Linked DNA regions of Sus scrofa: region 2 is linked to region 1. The links are chromatin contacts, called in public Hi-C maps. All regions are on one chromosome and are shown on one strand. The core of a region is the stretch at or near the end of the contact, and the rest is flanking DNA. Distances in the headings are between cores, read along the strand shown.

Region 1 (6,104 bases), core at 1,939-4,438:
TTGGCGGGTGAGCTCCAGGGGCTGAAGTCCAAGTTAGACCAGGCAGAGTGGGATCGCATTTCCCCACTGACCCAAGGTGTGGCCAAGAAGGCAGAGCTCCACGCCAGGCTCTTTCCAGGCCGAGCACGGACTGTCTGGACTCTGATCCAAGACAAACAAGGAAGCAAACCTCGAACACCTGGCCCTGACCCCTTCGATCGGGGCAGGACAGAGGCGGTGGCCCTGGCCACGTAGACCCTCCTCGGCCACTGCCGGGTCCGCACCCGTCCTGAGCGCCTTCCCTCCGAGACTTGCGGACACGCCGGAGGGGAGCAGAAGGTCTCCTCCTCTTCCCCATCCCCGGCCCCCGAGCCCCAAAGGTGCGGCAGAGACGGCCAGCTCCGCCCGGGAATCTGAAGCACACACTGCGTCCCCTCCAGACTACTCGTCCCACAGCAAGCCGGTCGCGGCCTGACTCCCCAGAGGCCGTGTAGAAGCCGGCCGGGCGGAGGCGGGCAGCAGGAAGCCCCAGCGCCCAGCAGATCCGCGAGCACGCCCCCGACGCGGAGGCAGGGCCGTCGTGGACGGCCGCACGCGAACCGGGAAAAGGCGGCTTGACCCTTCTGCTTCCCGTAGCTGTGCGCGCGCCCGGCGGGAACGCGGACGACAGGCGGTGACGGACGAACAGCCTCCTGCGCCGAGCGCCCGCGACGCCTACTACGCCAGCCCCGGGGTGAGTCGGGGGAGTGGGCTGCTGCGCGCGACTGCGGGGGATTACTTGGGCTGCGCTGTCCCCATTCGGAGTTGGACGGGTGGGACCGGCTCCGCGCAGCCCCGTCTCTGGTTCTCACCGCGGCAGCGGCGGGCTGGGTGCGGGAAGTCGCCCCGCGCGACGCCCGGGGGTGAGCGGTGGTTGGGGTTTGCGGCCCTTCCTGCGGGACCCCTGGGCGTCCGACAGCCCTGGGGCCACCTTCTCATCTGCGACCTCCCGGCCGGGGCCGGGTCACCTCCCCGCGCGCGTATCCTTCCTGGGACTTTATATGATCGGGGTCCTTTAGACTTAGTGTCAGACCTCCGTGGCCCTTGGCGGACTCTGGTCACGCTCTTTGGAGATGCCGAGTCATTGGACGTTAGGAGACGCAAGTCTTCCGAATTGTTTTGATCACCCGTGCAGCATCGGGATGGCTTCTGGTTGATTACCGCAGTCCTGTGCCTGTGTTTATTTCAAGGAATGATCGGTTTTACCTGAGCCTATGGTTTAAATTGGGTCGCTCCCTGTTCACGACGTAAATTAGGCTTGTGGCCATGGCATCTCTGTATCCTTTTCTTTTGCTCTTGTTGATGTTTCCTGAGTTTGGCGGAGCACAAACAACAGTTTGGAGGTTTTGACCAACGTGTAAGTTAATAGGTGGGAGTTACATATATAAACCAAGAGGGGTGCAGCGTTTGCTTCTTTCTCTTCCTCTTTGCCTCCCTCCCTCCCTTTTTCCTTCCTCTTCCCCTCCCTCCCTACCTTCTTCCTTTCTTAGCTTTAATGAAGTTTATTTAACAAATAGAAAATGTATATTTTTAGGGCATAGCTCTTGATGTTTTGACTACACCCATTTATTTTTCTTACAGATCTTAGACCAGGCCAAGTACTCTGATTAGGGGGTCACAAGCTGAAATTCAGGTGTTATCCGGTTTGGGCTGTATTTTCTGGGGAAGAATCCACTTCCAGGATACTTGAGTTTGTCTCCAGAGTTCATTTCGTTACAGTTTCCTAGTCTGCCCACCTACACGCCATCTCAGATGCCAGCAGTAGTGTGTTAAATTCTTTTCGTGCTTCAAATCTCTGATTTCCTCTTCTATCACACTTCTCTGGCTTCTTTCTTTATTAAGGGCTTGTGTAATTACATTGGGTCCACCGGATAATCCAGGACAATCCCTATCGACATCAGCTGGTTGGTATCCTTTAATTACACCTGCAAAATCTCTCTTGCTGTGTAACATGGCTTAACCGGTTACTCAGCTTATGTTACATCCAGTGTTGGAGATTCAGTTTTTTCTTAACAGAGGCAAAGTAATAGATTTGGTCAGTGTGTATTGAACTTTGATGACAGAATTGGTGGAAGGAAAATGTTGGAAGCTTTAGTTTCGTTTCTCTCTTAGTTCTGCTTAGTCATCGAGTCTTCCGTGGTTTAAATGTAGTACTGATGGATACTTTTTTTTTGCTACAGGGAAAACTATCTCATTAATATTTGAGGCATCGAATTTTTTTTCTTTTGACTTGTTTAATTTGGAGGAGGTAAAGCAACCCCTTCTACTAAATAACAGTAGATAAAACTTAGCATGTACTGTTCCAATGTTTTATTAAGTAATGTAAACCCTCAGAACAAACCTATGAGGTGAATGCTATTATTATTCTTATTTTACAGGTAAGAAAAGTTAAATGAACCTCTCTGATAGTTGTATAGGAGTATTTGCTATTATTTTGTTTTAGGTTTTTTGTTTTTTGTTTGTTTTGGTCTGTACCTGTGGCATGCAGAAGTTCTTGGACCAGGGATTAAACTCATGTCACAGCAGTGACCGCCAGGTCCTTAACCCACTGCACCACCAGGGAACTTCTAGTATTCTTAATAAGTTTTTGTTTGTTTGTTTGTTTGTTTCTTTTTTAGGGCTGTACCTGCAGTATATGGAAGTTCCCAGGCTAAGAGTTGAACCAGAGTTGTAGCTGCCAGCCTATGCCACAGCTGCATATGCGACCTACGCTGTGATCTTAACCCACTCATCGAGGCAGGGATAGAACCCACATCCTTTTGGGTACTAGTCATGTTCTTAACCCGCTGAGCCACAGTGGGAACTCTCAACAATAAGTATTTTTAATAAAATTTTCAAGTTAGAAATTTTCTACTGATGTACTTTTAAAATCAGTATTTCCTGGAATTATAATGCAAAATTATTTAGTAAAATACATGGGATAAGAATTTCAGTCAGATCTTTGATTGTAATACCATCTGGTTATTTGGTAAATATTAGTAAAATAATTTATATATTTTAAAAAGTTGTGAAGAAAAATAATGCACACTTATTTTTCTTTCCCTCTTATTTTGATTTTACACAGGGCAAGTGCCTCAGTTTCAATCTGGAAATTCTTTAAATGAAACCTGTTTAAAATCTTAGGCCATACCCAGAAGAGAGACCCCGGTCAACAAAAAGGTGGAAAAGAATGACGTTGTCCTTAAATAATCTGCAAAATGTCATCTACAACCCGGTAACTGATTTCTATAAACTTTTTGCCTGTGCCAGGGTTGAGAACAAATCCATTTGGATAGTAATTATCCATTGCTGGGGTGGGGAGGGCAAGAGTAAAATTCAGTAAATGTTAAGTGGTGTATCTGCCATGTGATAGGGACTCTGGTGGGCCCTGTCCAACAGATACAGCCCTTGGAGCCCCTGGATGCTCAAGTCAGATTGCCCCAGAACACGCCTTTCTGCATCTGGGGAGTCAGCCAACTGCGCATCAGATAGTGCGTGTTTACTGGAAGAAAAAAAAAAAAAATCCAAGCGTGAGTGGATTCAGACCCGCACAGTTCAAACCTGTGTTGTTCGAGGGTCATATGTTATGAATGGAGAGCATGGGCATACAGATGGAGGGAACTTGGCTGTGGTGGTGGTGGGAAGGTTCAGAACATCCCAAGACATAATTTTCAAAGGAAAATGGATTTCTTACTCTACAAGTTTTAATTTTTCTTTTAAAATTAGACCTGTTTGTGAGAAGTTAACATCTCAGCTTTTCTCCCTGCCCCTCAAATACCTCGTGGTACCTGAGCAGAGAATGTCAAAAACTAGTGAGGTGGAGAATGAAAAAAATTAGCAGTCTTGTTCCAGGCACCCTGAATGTAATTGCTGGAAATTTCAGTGTATTTCCTGGGAAGTAACAAACTTGTTTTAGTTTCATGTAGTGTGAGAATCTTTAGAGATGTTTCATTTCCATGTGTCTGAAGCTGAACTTAAGTCTGAGATGGAGTTGCTTTTTTTTGGTAACCCTCTAGGAGATTCTTGGTAAGAATCCTTCAAGTAAGGCCTTCAACCAGTCCTATTAGTGTAAGTAAGTGGGTTCAGGTTTCTGTTGTTTGCTTTGTAGCTGCAGCCCTTTTTTTTCCCTAGGGGTTAATGCCATTGTGTAAGAATGAGGTACAACCGCCATATAAAGCAATGTCTGTTTTAGAAAAAATAGCCTTTAGTCATAGTAGGTTTAAAAAGGAAAACTTGCTGGATTTGAAGTCAGCAGGACATTTAAAATGATGTTGTGCATCCAAGGTTAAAAACTTCATATTGTAGACTGACTTTCTCCAAAGTTGTTTTTTTTTTTGTTTTTTTGTTTTGTTTTGTTTTTGTCTTTTTAGGGCTGCACTCTGAGCACATGGAAGTTCCCAGACTAGGAGTTGAATTGGAGCTGCAGCTGCCGGCCTACACCACAGCCACAGCCACACCAGATCCAAGCCATGTCTGTGACCTACACCACAGCTCATGGCAACGCCGGATGCTTAACCCACTGAGTGAGGCCGTGGATGGAACCTATATCCTCATGGATACTAGTTGGGTTCATTACCACTGAGCCACAGTGGGAATTCCTCCAAAGCTGTTTTGTTTTTGTTTTTGTTTTTCTCTTTCTCCTTTTCCTAAATGCTGCCTGTCAAGGGTTACTGAAGTGTAATCTTGGCTCAAGCCAGGAGGAATGGATGGTCAGGTTATACTTTCAGTTCTGGTCTTCATCACAGAGATGCCTTATTTGAATGTTATTAGAAAATAATTTTATAGATTAAATACCTGCATATCCCTGTATAATGATGAACTGGTAATTTCCGGGGTTAGCACCTTCAGCTACAGACTTGAAACAAAAATAAGCCAGCGCTTCATTTCCCGAGAAAGGGGAACTGAGGGGTAGTGCTGCTTTAGACCAGCAGCTGCACTTAGGGCTCCCAGTGGCCTCTGCTGCACTGGGGACAGGTCATGATACCACATTTCCAGAGTAAATTTTTTTTTTTGCATTGTGGCTATTTTCTTAGTGATCAGTTCTAACAACAAGGAAGTGTTGAGTTTCTACTATAGTTTTACTAAGCCTTATGAAGACAGAACTGCTACCTTTTTATTTTAATTTCTTAATGTTTGTGAAGTTTTGGTCCACATTGGTGGTAGACAGATTCTGTCCATATGAATTCTTGAAAAATATAGAGTGTATAACTGGCCTGTGTAATTTTTTTCATTTTTAGTATATTTCATTGACTAGTTCAGCTGATAGAATTCCAAGACTTAAAAAAGTCAGGTTCACTTCTCTTTCCATTTAAAGTTAGTCAGTAATTTTCATCATACCAGAAATACTTTCAGTGAAACCTCTTGTTTGGCAACTCAGTATCTACTTACAGTTTTTTGTTTTTGCTTTTTAGGGCCTCACCTGCAGCATATGGAAGCTCCCAGACCAGGGGTCAAATTGAAGCTGCAGCTGCTGGCCTACACCACAGCCACAGTCACTTGGGATCTGAGCTGTATCTGTAACCTATGCTGCAGCTTGTGGCCACTTGGGTTCCTCAACCGAGGAGCTCAGGGAGGGAACCCACATCCTCATGAATACCAGTCAGGTTCCTAACCTGCTGAGCAGCAGCAGGAACTCCTTCTACTTAAATATTTTATTATTGTTGTTTATAGAGTTCTTAAGATATGGTTAGGTGTTAGCTAGTTGAAAAGTTACTTAGAAATTAAACAGATTGGTTGTCACTCCAAGTTAATAAACCACTTAACATTAATCCCACCTGGTGCTGAAAAGCTCATCATTCCAGTTTCCTTAGGCATCTTACCTCCACATTTATCCTTTCTCCTTAGTGTCCTAAGTACTTCCCTTTCTACCTTGCAGTTTAATCTTAAAACACAAAATAATAAAAAGCTTTCTTTTTTAGCCTCTGAGGTTCTTTCCTGCCTTTGTTCCCTTGCTCTTCCTTTGTTGATCTCCTTCCTGAGAGACTTGATTTCTGCTGTCCTGATTTCCTCACCATGGCTTTGCCCTCTGATCTTTTACTCTCTTAATTTCTTTTATTTTTTATTTTTTCCAGTTTCTTTTCTCTTTTGCTTTTCTAGGGACGCCCTTG
Region 2 (6,104 bases), core at 1,967-4,466, 350 kb before region 1:
CGTGGCACAGCAGAAACGAGTCTGACTAGGAACCATGAGGTTGCGGGTTTGATCCCTGGCCTTACTCAGTGGGTTAAGGATCTGGCATTGCCATGAGCTGTGGTGTAGGTCGCAGGTATGGCTTGGATGTGGCGTTGCTGTGGCTATGGTGTAGGCCAGCAGCAACAGCTCTGATTAGACCCCTAGTCTGGGAACCTCCATATGCCACGGGTGCAGCCCTAGAAAAGACAAAAAGACAAAAAAATTAAAATAAAAAAATAAATAAAATAAAAAGATGCAGTTGGCAGTTTCTGTTGGGGCTCAGTGGGTTAAGGATTCAGTGCCACTGAAAGCAGTGTTGTAGATGCGGCTCAGATCCAGTGTTGTGCCCCAGTTGCAGCTCTGATTTAGCCCCTGACGAAGGAACTTTCATATGCCACAGGTGCAGCCATTTAAAAAAAAAAAAAGGCTCAGAGGTGTGCATGGACAGGAATCACTTTTTAGCAGTAGATTCTCTAGGTCTTTAGAGTATAATGTGGTCAGTCTGATGCCACAAGTAAATGAAGGCAGAAGATCACAAATTTATCATAAGAGCTCTGAGCTTGGGGGCCAATGACCCCCCCCAGAGGGGTGTCTGAATAGAAGTCAGTGGGTCTGTTACCCTAGAGGGAAAAAGAAATGTCGCTTTTATTTTCAGTAACCCCTAACTGATATTTAGCATTTCCTTCCATTATGAATGTAGGCACCAAAACACAGTAGTATTAACACTTAATGACCTTGCCACTAATAGAAGTCACAGATATTCTATCACATTTAACCACTGCAAGGGTCTCAATATTATTTACAGTCCTCATGACCTTGAAAGTTCTGTTACTAGCTGACCCACCACTGGATCCACTGCTACACCTTGCTATTTAATATGGTTAAAAATAAGCATATATTAATTGCTTCCTGCAATTTTTAAAAAATATTTTAATTTGTATTTCAACATAACTGATTTCCTCAGCAGTCCTATGGGGTTTGTTTGTTTAAGGCTACAGGTGCGGCATATGGAAGTTTCCAGGTTAGGGGTCCAATCGGAGCTACAGCTACGGGCCTACTCCACAGCAACACCAAATCTGAGCTGCGTTTGCGACCTACACCTGTAGCTCCCAGCAACGCCAGATCCTTAACCCACTGGATGGGGCCAGGGATCGCCCACATCCTCATGAATACTAGGCATCGATACTACTAGGGTTTGTTTCTACTGAGCCACAACGGGAACTCCCAGTCCTGTGGGGGTTTTTTCTTTTTTTTTTTTTAATGCATTTAAAAACCTACCACGGGAGTTCCCTGGTGGCCTAGCGGTTAAGGATTCCGTTGTCACTGCTGTAGCTCAGGTTGGATCCCTGTCCTGGGAACTTCCGCATGCCTTCGATGCGGCCAAAACCAAAAAAACCAAAAAAACAAAAAACAAAAACAAAAAAACAACCTATGACGGGGTCTTAGGTTTCAGCAGGCTGCGTGCGCAAGGAGCTCAGCGTCAGTCAACCCACACGGGGATTGGAGACTCTGTGGGTGGAGACTTTAAAGGACGCATTCTTCTTCCAGCTCCACGTGGGTGGGTCCCGGGCGCAGTCGCCCCAGCCAAAAGACCAGTACAGCCATTTCATGGGTAGGACAGGCTCCAGCCGCTGATGGTGCTGTTCCCCCCACTTCTGGAATGCACACAGCTTTATATGAAATCCACATGGTGTGCAGCGGCGGAAGGCAATGGCACGAAAGGACTTTACCAAGCTGACAGCGTACCCAGGCTCTGCCAGTTAGAAGGCTCCAGAGAGCGAAAAGGCTCAGGCCCGCTCCCCTTCTGGGGCCCCCATGGTGACAGTGCTGGGCTACAGGAAATTGGATCACCAGGGCGCTCTGCTTTCCCAGCCCTGAACTTTGGAGTGAAAAAAAACTCAACCAGAGAGCAGAATCATTGCCAAGACATATCCGGAGTCCACATACACAAATGCACGGGCTGTCGGTTAAATTCCCCGGGGGCGGAGAGCCGGCTTTGGCGGTCTTTTCCTGCCCCAGCACCTACTGGAGTCCCAGGGCCCGCGCGCCAGCTGCGACCTAGCTCTGGCCTTTGCCCCACGCCTGGTCCCAACCAGACCATCTCCTTTCCTTCAAAGGCAGAAGGCAAAGACAAGACGCGGACGGGCTTCCCAGCGGGCGCAGCTGCCCACAGCCGCGGGAGAGGAAATTCCGCCCGGGTCCCAGAGTGTGGGGTCGCGGGGTCCTGGAGTGAGACAGGGCGCACACGGGGTGGCGCCGACGGGGCGAGCTCCCCAGACCGGAGTGCCCCTCTCGCGACAGCGAACAGGCTGCGGGGAGGCGTCGGAGGCCCGGCGGAGGCGGAAAGCCCACGGGGGCTTGGAAACCGAGCGCCGCACCCCGCGCCCCAGAGGCTAGCTGGTCGCGCGGTCCCCGCCCACGACGCCCACGTCCGTCCGGCTTCGTTGGCGCCCCCAGCCCGCCTGGGCCTTCCTTCCGACGCCGCTTCAGCCTTCCACGCTCTCCCCCCAGATTGCTCCCACCTCCCGCCCGGGGTCGCACTCACGTAGATCGAGTGGATGTTGGATTTGTCGAAGAAGCGGAGCGCTGTGCTCAGCTCCAGGGCTGGGGAGACGAGGTCGTCCCCGGCCTCCAGCTCCAGGTCCCCGTGTCCCGGACCGAAGGGAAAGAGCTCCTGGTGGCTCAGGCAGCCCCCGGGCCCCGCCAGCAGCAGCTGCAGCAGCAGCGCCAGCGTCCACGCAGCCTGGCTCCAGCGGATTGCGGCCAACATGTTGCCGGACTGCTGTCCCGCAAACCAAGGGGTCGGCGGCCGGAGGCTGAGGAAGGCGGAGATGTAACCGGACGCCCCTCAGCAACCCCTCCACGCCTCCGGTCTCCCGAAGTTCCCACCCCGGGAAATAGGGGAGGGGAGGGGAACCGAGGGGAGATGGAGAGGCGCCCCGCCCCGTCCACAGGGCGCGCAGCAGAGGCTACCCAATGGCCGTGAGGGGGAGGGCGAGGGGAGACACAGAATCCCCTCGCCGTTGTGGCTGAAGCGCCCTCGTTCACGGCGGGGTAATGGGCACTGGTGGCCGCGGTTCCTGAAACTAACCCAGTTCCCATCGAACGGCCCCTCCCGGAGGTGGGAGCAGAGCGCTGAGCTCTTCACCATTGTCTTCGGGTCTGGGCTAAGTCATGGGGACCCGGCAACATGGAAATGCTCTGGATTCGGGGACACGCTGCTTGGCGGCGTCCGGAGGTCGGATTCCCCTCACATGGTCAGACTCTGGTAGGAAGAGGGGATAGTGGGTGCTGAGGATTAGCAAGAAGGGAGCAGGGCCATTTACTCGTCCATCCGTTCTCTTAACTCTTGAGTGGAAGTTCGGCCAGAAATAGGAGCCAACACGCAGAGACAAAGTCTTGAGTGTATGACATTATTCAATGTTATGTGGGGTGTGCTCCCTACGTGCCATTAGGACTGGAATAATTGGTCCAGGAGAGCGACTTTGGGGATATGGGAATCAAACCAGGTCTTCTGGAAGGGATAGAGTTCCACCAGGGGTCTGGGGAAGGAACTTTCTGGAAGCTGGAGGGCGTGAGCTCTGGGTGGATTCAAGGGGCCATCTCTCACTTGAGAATTTGGGGGAAGGAGTCCTGTTTGAAGTAAATCCTTTACTATCAAACCTAGGAACCTGATCTCTTCTAACACTGGCGGGAGTGTTCTTGACAAAGGAAGATAGGTGATGTAAGTGGTGTCCTGAATAATGGGTTGATCATTAACTTAGCGGTGGGTTGAAAGAAGAGGCAGAGGTCATCAGAGGACCATTGAGAGGGGAAAAAAAAGTAGTGAGGAAAGAAAAGGTGGAAACTGGGAAGAAATGAAGGGGAAAGGAGGAAAGTTTAAACTGGCTGGAAAGTTTTGAACCTGGAGGATTGCACAACCTCTCCTGCCTTTTAAAGTTGGGGAATGGGAGCTGCAACTTTGAGAGTTTGGATAGGTGTTTGATGTCAGACCTGTTAACTTGGAGGCATCAACAGGGTATCCTCCGTTGCCTCTCACCAGCTAAAATTAAGGGCCTGGGACCCAGTTTGGGATAATTTTTCTAATAATAGCAAATTCTCTATAATATTTAGGGAGCAGGAGTCCTGAACCAGGAGAAAATGTGAAGAAAAAGCCAGTGAAATGCACCATCGTTTTGCAATCACAAAGCCATCCCCCATTTATAGAAGAGGGACAGAGAGGCCCAGAGAGGTTAAATCACTTTGCTACAGTCACATAGCTGGAAGCCTGCATGGGACCCAGGGTGGTCCAGCTCTAAGATGACCTTAGCCACTACATGGTAGCCTCAGTATTGCTACATTTCTTTCTTTTGATGTTAAAGAGTGACTAATGCTGCCTGCAATCTGCTGCAAAATCCGGTGGCTTTTCCTTCATTTCTCTCCCAGAACTGCTTCGCTCAGAGCCTCCTCCGTTCAGCTCCAGAAGCACTTCTTGACTCTAGTCCGTGCGGTTAAGTATCCTCAGCTGCTGCACTGTCTGTCTCTGAGTTTCTGGGCTCCAGCTCTGCCCTTTTCCACAGAGAGAACTCCCTGCAGAGGCACATCTGCTCCTCTCTGCTCACCTGCATGGCTCCCAGGGCTCCAGTGTGTGCTCAGCCAGTTTCCTCCCGCCTGCACCCAGACACTCCCCTCCTTCCTACCCTCTGCTTGACAGCAGAGCCATCTCAGAAGCCATTGCCTGTCCTGGAATGCTCTCACCCCTCTCACGAATTCTCTGCCTTTTTAGTACTCAGATGGCTTCTGAAACTCCTATTGGTCCATGGAACTTTACTCAGCTAATGCAGAAGCAAGAGCAGTTCCCCACATAGCCTGTTCACAGTAGCCTGGAGTCCAGGCTGGCTGAGGCCTGGGCTCTGCTTTTACTACTCACCCTGTGAACCTGGGCAGGTTTCTATGACCTCCTCATTTGCAAGGGCTGTTCCTTTCTACAGTCAAAGGATTGTTATGAGAATTAAGACGATCCATGAAATACTCCTAGCACAGAGCTGAGCACAACGTTAAGTACTTGGCTAGTAGTAAAGCTGTCATTATTGGGAGTTCCTGTTGTGGCTCAGTGGTAATGAACCCGACTAGTATCCATTAGGGTTTGATCCCTGGCCTCACTCAGTGGATTAAGGATCCTGAGTTGCCATGAGCTGTGGTATAGGTTGCAAAGGAAGCTTGGATCTGGCGTTGCTGTGGCATAGGCCAGCAGCTGCAGCTCAGATTCAGCCCCTAGCCTAGGAACTTCCATACACCGCAGGTGCAGCCCTAAAAAGCAAACAAAACAAAACAAAAAAATCATTATTCTCTAAATGTATATTTTTCATGATTTGCACTATTTCCGCATTTACTAAGAATCCACTTTGAGTCAGACCCTCTATTAGGAATTCGAGATATAAAGATCATTAGCTCATAATCCCTTTTCTAGACAGACACAACATTACATAGTGGCATGTTTAACCCATACACGGATAGCAACAGTAGATGCGAATTTAATACTAGTAACGATTGCACAGCTGGTAGTTTTATAGCAAAGATAGGGGAAATGAGATTTGCAAAATTTTTGCACCCGGTTTCACAGTTAGTGGAAGAGCCAGGATTTGGAACCAAACTAATGTTCTTTCTACCGAACCCTCCTGCATTTTTTTTTTCTTGCCTTTTCTAGGGCCACTACCGCAGCATATGGAGGTTCCCAGGCTAGGGGTCTAATCAGAGCTGTAGCTGCCGGCCTACACCACAGCCACAGCAATGCCAAATCTGAGCCGCGTCTGTGACCTATACCATAGCTCACAGCAATGCCAGATCCTTAACTCACTGAGCAAGGCCAGGGATCAAACCTGCAAACTCATGGTTTCTAGTCGGATTGGTTAATCACTGAGCCATGACGGGAACTCCCCCTCCTGCTTTTCTGTAGAAGGAGAACTTTCTCCTTTGATTTCTATCCACAAAATGTATTTGCTCCCTTGTTTATATACAGTGTTCATGCTCTATTTTTACATATGCTTCTGTTTCCTAATTTCATTAGTATTGTCTTTAGTATATACTGTAAACAATCTGTCATT

What was found. Hi-C and Micro-C count contacts between places; a contact is called where the count stands out from the background.
Region 2: a contact with region 1 is called in a Hi-C map of liver, with 7 times the contacts expected there. The contact joins the promoter of NID1 here to the promoter of LGALS8 in region 1. A contact is called at or near these places in 1 of 5 promoter capture datasets (liver) and 3 of 47 Hi-C or Micro-C datasets (all in liver).

Annotation. Positions count from the first base shown.
Region 1 is chr14:54,886,155-54,892,258 of Sscrofa11.1, reverse strand. LGALS8 (galectin 8) reads left to right here and starts at 3,188. Exons shown (of 9, transcript NM_001142827.1): 1 at 3,188-3,232. The coding sequence starts at 3,188.
Region 2 is chr14:55,236,439-55,242,542 of Sscrofa11.1, reverse strand. NID1 (nidogen-1) reads right to left here and starts at 3,216. Exons shown (of 20, transcript XM_021073758.1): 1 at 2,567-3,216. The coding sequence starts at 2,791.